Linked DNA regions of Lactuca sativa: region 1 is linked to region 2. A link is a contact called in public Hi-C data. All regions are on one chromosome and are shown on one strand. Each heading gives the region's core, a stretch centred on a gene start, on an enhancer-like site or on the middle of the called end of the contact. The rest is flanking DNA. Distances are from core to core; before and after follow the strand shown.

Region 1 (4,234 bases), core at 899-3,398, 700 kb after region 2:
ATCTGCTCGTGGGGACTCGACGAGTCGTTCTTGGACTCGGCGAGTCGGATCACGAGTTAGTTCTATAGTCCCGAGTAGTGAGTTAAGGGTGACTCAGTGAGTGGGAAGAGGGACTTGGCGAGTGAGTTAGTAGGAGAAGGACTCGGCGAGTCTGTGCCACGACTCGGCGAGTCCAGTCAACTGGAAGTTGACTTTGACCAAGGAGTTGACCTTGGAGCAGGGGTGGGTCAGTCAATTGACCTAAGGGTATTTATGAGTGGCTAATCTATGTTTATGGATTTGTAGCCAGAGGATTACCGGTACAGCCGCCAGACGTCTAGCAGTCAGACTTTCGGTAGCTACGTTACGAGGTGAGTTTCCTTCCAGTAGTAACGAGTCTAAGGCACCAAGGCCGACCCGTATAGACGATATGTTAGTGCCGGAGTGTGGGCAGGGCCCGTATCTCATAGTTGAGGTTGATTATGATATATGCCAGTATGATAGAATTGTTTATACTCGTTGTCTATGTGATACTTGTATGTTATGGTAGCAGCTGAGTGTGGGAGAGGCTCGTATCTCTCAGATAGGGGAGTGTGGGCGAGGCCCGTATCTCTCAGATAGGGGAGTGTGGGCGAGGCCCGTATCTCCCAGATAGCGGAGTGTGGGCAAGGCCCGTATCTCCCAGCTAGCGGAGTGTGGGCGAGGCCCGTATCTTCATGAGTGTAGGCAAGGCCCGTATCTCCTAGTTGTTCATTGTATGTTTGTATGGTATGAGGTATTATGGGGAAACTCACTAAGCTTCGTGCTTACGGTTTACAGTTTTGTTTTCAGGGGTACCTCTTCTTCAAGAGGGAAGGAGCTGGCGCGGTCGCGACATATCATACACGCACCTTGTTTTCCGCACCATGAGTCATTCTGGGATTTTGTACTCTGATATTTGATTGTTTTTCATGTTTCGGTTTTCAGACACGATGTATGTTATGAAATGGTTTGACCAGACAACGTTTTAATTACAACCGTTTTCTAAAGTACTGATTTAAAAAGAAAATTTTTAGACGTGAAATTTGGGTCGTTACATTGAACATAGTGTTACGGGTTCCTTTATCTTTCGATTCTTGAAGCTCTTCAAGATCGACTTGCCTCCCACTATCCCCTTGGATTATGAGTTCTCATTCTCGGAAAACCCCTCTCCTCGCAACGAAGACAACATTGTCACCTGGTTTATAGAAGAGATAACCAAATGACTTCTGCGGGTAGCCGATGAAAATACATCGCTCATTACGATGTTCGAGCTTGTCGTGAGTCTCTTGTATTACGAAAGCCTCGCAACTCATAACCTTGATATGTGACAACGAGGGAGCTTTCCCTGTCCACATCTCGTGAGGTGTTTTGACAACCTTTTTTGTATGGACTAAGTTAAGGATATGGGCAGCGGTGTCTAAGGCATACCTCCAGAATGAGATAGGTAGCGAAACACGACTCATCATAGAACGAACCATGTCTAGCAAGGTTCGATTATGCCTCTCACCCACACCATTCAACTGTGGTGTCCACATATATGTTCACAATTAATTGATTTATTCTTCTTTTGTGTTTTTTCCTTGTTAGGGTCTTCCATATATTATCATATGATATGTAGAACTATTGCTTTTGACCCTATGCACATGAATTTCTTTTATTTTTAATCATCCAAATTGTTTGTTGAAATGCATATATATATTCCTTTTGTTGTCCTTAAACTTCTATTTCTCTTTTTTGTTATACACATAATATAGATAATTATGTATATTATGTGTCTTGATGAAGCTCTCTTTAGCTATATATATATATATATATATATATATATATATATATATATATATATATATATATATATATATATATATATATATATATATATATATATATATATATATATTTTGAACCTTTGTTGCTGTCATAGATAAGCATATAGTATATATGTTGAACCTTTGTTGCTGCCATTGTATTTTTTTCCGTATGTGTTCATTTTGAAATTAAGTATCTAAGATGTACCATCAAACAACATAATAAAATGGTTATTTTTCATCGGTAATTCTGTTAGATATATAATCTTATTCCATCAAAATTTCTTTGTCCGCAGCACCGTCAAAATGACTTATTTTTATTTACCTTATTTATTATCTAACCGTCCAATTTCACAATTCATATCCAATTACATACGCCCCCCAGATTTGAGATCCTGCAGTGCAGCGCACAATCGCCAAACTCCCATATGATATCTTGCACAGAATCCAGATCCTTTCCTCTTTCTTGTTTCAACACCGTTTTCGCCATTGAAACCTCGAATCCTATTGTGGCTGCAAGAATTTGATCCGTATACGTATCAGATGTTAACACTTTTTGCGAAGAAACCCCTCGTCACTCTCGTTTTCTTCACAATCATCCTATTGTTCGCGGTGATCTCTCTGTCTCCATCTTCACCTTTTTCCCAGATCCCTCTCTATTCCGCCATGTAAGTTCACAAATCCTCCTTCGTATTGCTTTCAGTTTCTGGTAAATTGCTTTAACTGATTTCGGATCTATCCGAATACTCGATTTGCAGCGGCGAATCCGATATATGGAGTGCTAAAAGGATTTTAGAATGGCGACCTTGTAAATGGTGGCTTCAAGGACATTTGACTGGTTAGTTTGTTTCCTAGTTTTTGTCGATTCTCATTCTCATTTCAATCTCTCCATCATTCAAAGGCTTAGAATAGATTGAACTACAGTGAAATACTGCAGCTCTGCCGGTAGAGACTAATGGTTACATTCGTGTGGATTGTTATGGCGGGCTTAATCAGATGAGGAGAGATGTAAGTACAGTTCAAACATTTACATTTTCATTTTGGCTAATCTTCTGATCAATACTTTTGAAGAAAGTTTTATCAAGTATCAACACACTGCTGTTTACTGTTTTCAGTTATGTGATGGTATTGGCATTGCAAGATTACTGAATGCAACTCTTGTTTTACCAAAATTCGAAGTGGCTGCATATTGGAATGAATCAAGGTACTTCCTCGTTACTTCATCTTGTTAAAAACTCAACCAAACCAAAACACCAACTTCATTGAAACCCTTGTGTGTTCCTTCTTCAGTGGTTTCACAGATGTATTCGATGTGGACTACTTCATCCAACAACTAAAAGGATTTATAAAAGTCGTGAAAGAACTTCCTGCAGAAATTGCATCAAAAGAACCTGTTCGAGTGGATTGCAGCAAACGCAAAGGCCAATTTGATTATATCGAGTCTGTTCTTCCCTCTCTATTAAAGCATCATTACATCTCCATCACACCTGCAATGAGCCAACGCCGTGATAGGTACTCAACTCAAACTATTTCAAAATATGGAGGAGGGCATTAATGTCATTTTACTGTCCTGAAATCTTGCAGGTTTCCTGTCTATGCAAAGGCGGCCCTTTGTCAAGGGTGTTACAGTGCACTCCGCCTAACAAACCCCTTGGAGACCAAAAGCTCAGAGCTTCTAGAAGCTATACCCAAACCCTTTCTCTCTCTTCACCTTCGTTTTGAACCCGATATGGTAGCTTACAGTCAATGCGAATACCAAGGTCTTTCTCCGGCATCCATGGCGGCAATAGAGGCGGCACGTGGCGGTGGTGATCGGAAACCATTCACCGGAGACACCGCGAGTGTTTGGAGAAACCGAGGAAAATGTCCACTCACTCCAAATGAAACTGCTTTGATTCTTCAATCTCTTTCAATCCCAACAAACACAAATATTTATTTAGCAGCTGGAGATGGAGTTATGGAGCTTGAAGGGTTGACTTCTGTTTACACGAATGTGATTACAAAATCGTCTGTTTTGAGTGGGGAAGAGTTGAAAGACATGCATGGGAATACGAAAGCTGCTCTTGATTATTATGTGTCGATTAATAGTGATGCTTATGTGGCGACTTATTTTGGTAATATGGATAAAATGGTGGCTGCTATGAGAGCTTATAAGGGTTTGTATAAAACGGTTTTTTTGAATAGGAAGGCTTTTGCTGAGTTTAGTTCTCAGGGGCTAAAAGGGAAAGAGTTGATGGAAGCTATGAGAAAGGCTCAGGAAGATGATTTTGTTATGGGGAAAGGCTCTGCTTTGCCTGATTGTTTTTGTGACTTCAAGTTATGATGTTTTTGTTTGATTTTTGTATCTCTATTTGTACCTTTGTCTTGTAGTTTTTTTTTCTTCAATTTCTAGTACCACTTTCTGCTTATTTATTTTCAAACTTTAGCAT
Region 2 (3,982 bases), core at 382-2,881:
CATCTTTTCATACAACCCGCTTATAAAATTAAAATTAAATTATAAAGCAATATGTTACATTTTACAACCTAAATCGATAAATAAATAAATAAATAAAAAAAAAACACAACCGATATTTCAAAGTTACTCTTTTCCCCACAAGGCTATCATGTTAGATATAAATAAGATACAACCCACATAAAGAGCCAAATCCACATCAGATTAAAACTCCTACAATGCAAGTATATTCAAAAGTCTCATTTGAAAGAGCATAAATCTACTACAACATCTTGAAACCACAACCACAAAATGCTATCGAACACCCAATTTAGGGCATCCATTAGCAAGAGGCAAGTCCAAGTTCTCAATGGTCCTAAATGTTCTTTTCACCATTTTGTCGACATACAAAGTTCCCTCTAAATGATCACATTCATGTTGTAAAATACGAGCCTTCCATCCACATGCATCCACCTTCATGGGCTTCCCATCTCGACCTAAACCCCTTACCTCCACCTCTACAAACCTTTCCACCATTGCTCTATATCCATCAACACTGCAAAAATCATGCCATCAACAAAGAATCATCACCATTTCCTATGTGTTTCATTGTTCAATTACTCAAATCCAACTTACCTTAAGCAGCCTTCGTAAAAGAATGCAGATTTGTTGCTCTTCTTTCTAAGTATTGGGTTTAAAATAACCTAATTTTTCAAGAATACAGTTAGAAAAATTTGGATTCATAAGGTAAGATTTTGGAATACTCAAATTTGTTGGTGAATTGGGATACCAAAAGATCAAAAGGACGTCTGTCTTGTGCCTTGTTCTCTTCCTCTGGTGCATGAGCGATGTATTCTTTAAGATCCTCTAACACAATAATCTGATCATGAATCAATTTTTGGTTACAGAAGAAAGATAAAGGTGTAAATTGGCATTAATTTTGCTTAAAATATGAATTCAAAAGCCAAATAGGAATGGAAATTCTATAAAATGATCATTGGAAAACTGGAATTTCGATTAAAAAAACTGACTTTTAAAGGAATACCAATTTGGGGAGCAGCAAGGCCAACCCCAGGTCGTCTTCTCATGACCTGCACCATATCATCAATAATCTTCTGGATACGATCCGACCCGATTTCTTCAAGCGAGACTTCTCGAGCGGGTTGGTGAAGAGCCGGGTCACCGGCTTTCACGATACAGGGCAAATCTATAACCTTCTTCTTCTTCACCAACCCGCCTAACCAACTTGATGGATTTATAACAGTGGAAGGAGAGCTGAAACCTCTACTAGCCGTGATGAAGTTGGCGTTAAAGGCGGGGTTGGAGGAAGGAAATCCAGGGTTTGAAATGGGTTTATTTTGGGATTGGACAATTAGGGTTCTAATGTGGAGAAACGATGTGGTTCTGCCGAGCCTCAAGCATTCACCGGTGAGTGGCTTCGATGGGAGACGTTGCGACAGCCGTCGCATTACCTTCATCACCATTGATTGATTAGCAATTCCATTCTGGCATCGTCGCATTTTCATTAACCGGATCATACATTTGGGCCTAAATGATTTAACCCAAGATCTCTAATAGACAAATCCAATTACTCATTTTTGGGTGGATATAGCTTTTGGATCGGTTTGATTCGAAAATAATTTCTTGGCATCTCTGATAGTACAAAGGGTTAAACTCGGTCTTAGGAAACCTCTAAAATCTTGTATAATTAACAAATTGAAGAAATAATTGATGAAACCAATAGTTTTTTACTATATAAAAATCGGGTTTTTATAGGTTTGCAAACTGGTTTCTAGACCGGTGTTTCAAACCGGTACCAAATGCAAAATACTCAAACCGGTACATTGACTCTAAATTGGTTGATGTCATTTCCTTTGTTTAAATATTGATAGTTTTGATTTTGATTAACCAACGTCCAAAGTTTACATCTAGTGTGCTTTATATCATGCTTTAAACTTTCATATGAGAAAACATAGTCATGTGGTCATGAAACAATTAGTTATTCGATACGTAAGTTATAAAATAATTTTCTTATCCATAAGCCATGGAAGTTATGTGATAATTAAATTTTTATAAATCTAACCGGCCATAAAAAATGAGAAAGTTACAAATTTAACTAATTTTCTAATGCCTTTTCAAAGCCAAAATCCTACTTTTTTTTTTTTTTTTTTTTTTTTTTTTTAAATAGTCACATATACCTAGTCTCACCTACGATCTCATATAAGTTAGTTGCGATTTGTGGTTAATGGACTGTGATTTAAGCCTAGTTTCAGCCCATGGTCCGAAAATAATGTGTATGTATAATTTTTTTTTTTCCAAATCACATATGGCTGAGGTCGATTTGTGGTTTCTTTTACTTTTTATCTATCCTAATACATAACAATATTTTGTTACATATCATTTTTTCCTTTATTTTGTCACGTATCTATCTCTCATTCATTTTGCCACATGTCGTTCTTTCATTCAATTGGTCACATGTCATTTTATTATAATTTTGAGATATATATATTTATTTTCCACTTGTCATTTATTTTATTTTCATTTCCAATATATCATTAATTTAGTTTATATAAATTAAACCAACCATAATGACTATTAATTTTATATTTTAAATTTTAAATTTTAATTTCAAATTCAAATAAATTTGAAGTTTAAACGTTTTTGTTTAACATTGTATTATAATTATCATGTTTAGTACACGGGTATGATAATTAAACATATATTTTTAATTAATTTATCTTTTGCATGTTTTTTTTCTCATAATTTTCATTTATTTCAAATTTCAAATTCAAATAAACTTCTCATTTAATTGTTCATATTTAACATTTTGTTTTAATCAACTCGTATAATATACGAGGCTCACAACTAGTGTTACCAATAAAACATGTAAGTTTGACTACGATTTTGTTGATTTGGACTACGATTTCTGACATCTTTGACAATGATTTCAATTACTGTAACAATTGGTAATTTTAGGTTGAAAAATGTCAGACCAAACCACCGCAATAAATTGTTATATTATGAACTAAGAAATAATATGATGGAATGGAAAAGTATATATATGACATTAAAATTTATAAGCAATTGCCAAATATCCCAACTTACTAAAAATCTTGTCTAACGATTAGGAAATTTACGAATATGGTAATATGACACGTGAAGTGAAGATTAATTTTGAGTGGGTAAAACAACACTAATGTGATGCTACTAACCACTTGTTTAATTAAATTACCTTCATTAGTTGGAACCACAAAGTTTTACTTTACCAACATAAAACCATACCTATATTAATAGCTATACTTGGATACACCACCTAGAAAACCTCATACCTCATTTATCATAAAAACCAATAATATCATATAATACAAGAAATCAAGATGAAAATTAGTGGTGGTACCTCAAAGCCAATTTCTCTACATCGAGCATGTCTCAATTGTCACAACTAGATCATATAAGAACAAATTCATATAACTTCAAATAGCCAAAACACATGTTTCTTTTACAAACATTACAATTGAAAAGAACTTTTGCATGCAACTTGTACAACATAAACTATTGCCCACATCATATGAGACCGACATTACAAATTTATAACCATATAAATCTCATACATATTTTCCCTTGAGGCACCCCAAAAACTCACGTAAGCAATCACCTCTTCTACGTTTCTTTGCTAATTTTGAGTTGAAAGTTAGAGACCATAAACCCATTTGTTGATCGCCCAAAATCTTCCTTAGTACCGGTTTTAAAGGTGACACAAGAAGCCTTCCTAAAAACGAACAAGTCTCGGGTTTAGATCACGCAATAAAGGTGAGTCTTTATGGCCTTATTTTCTTTAAGTTTTATAAACATTTGGGGGGAGATACATACATGTCTTGCATGCTAAATATGAAATTTTATTATTATTAATTGATACATATTTAACATTATTTATAATGGGTTAGCACACGACACTTTAGTTATATTGAACTAACATGCAAATGAAACTATGAAATGGTTACATGCA

Evidence for each region. Hi-C and Micro-C count contacts between places; a contact is called where the count stands out from the background.
Region 1: a Hi-C map of leaf shows a contact between it and region 2, with 9 times the contacts expected there. The contact joins the promoter of LOC111882115 here to the promoter of LOC111908885 in region 2. A contact is called at or near these places in 4 of 4 Hi-C or Micro-C datasets (bud, leaf and seed).

What each region holds. Positions count from the first base shown.
Region 1 is chr4:191,080,749-191,084,982 of Lsat_Salinas_v11, forward strand. LOC111882115 (O-fucosyltransferase 13) reads left to right here and starts at 2,149. Exons shown (of 6, transcript XM_023878479.3): 1 at 2,149-2,473; 2 at 2,564-2,643; 3 at 2,743-2,813; 4 at 2,921-3,009; 5 at 3,096-3,317; 6 at 3,390-4,234. The coding sequence starts at 2,349. The coding sequence ends at 4,128.
Region 2 is chr4:190,380,902-190,384,883 of Lsat_Salinas_v11, forward strand. LOC111908885 (peptide deformylase 1A, chloroplastic) reads right to left here and starts at 1,632. Exons shown (of 4, transcript XM_023904684.3): 1 at 1,008-1,632; 2 at 767-856; 3 at 613-680; 4 at 130-532. The coding sequence starts at 1,514. The coding sequence ends at 292.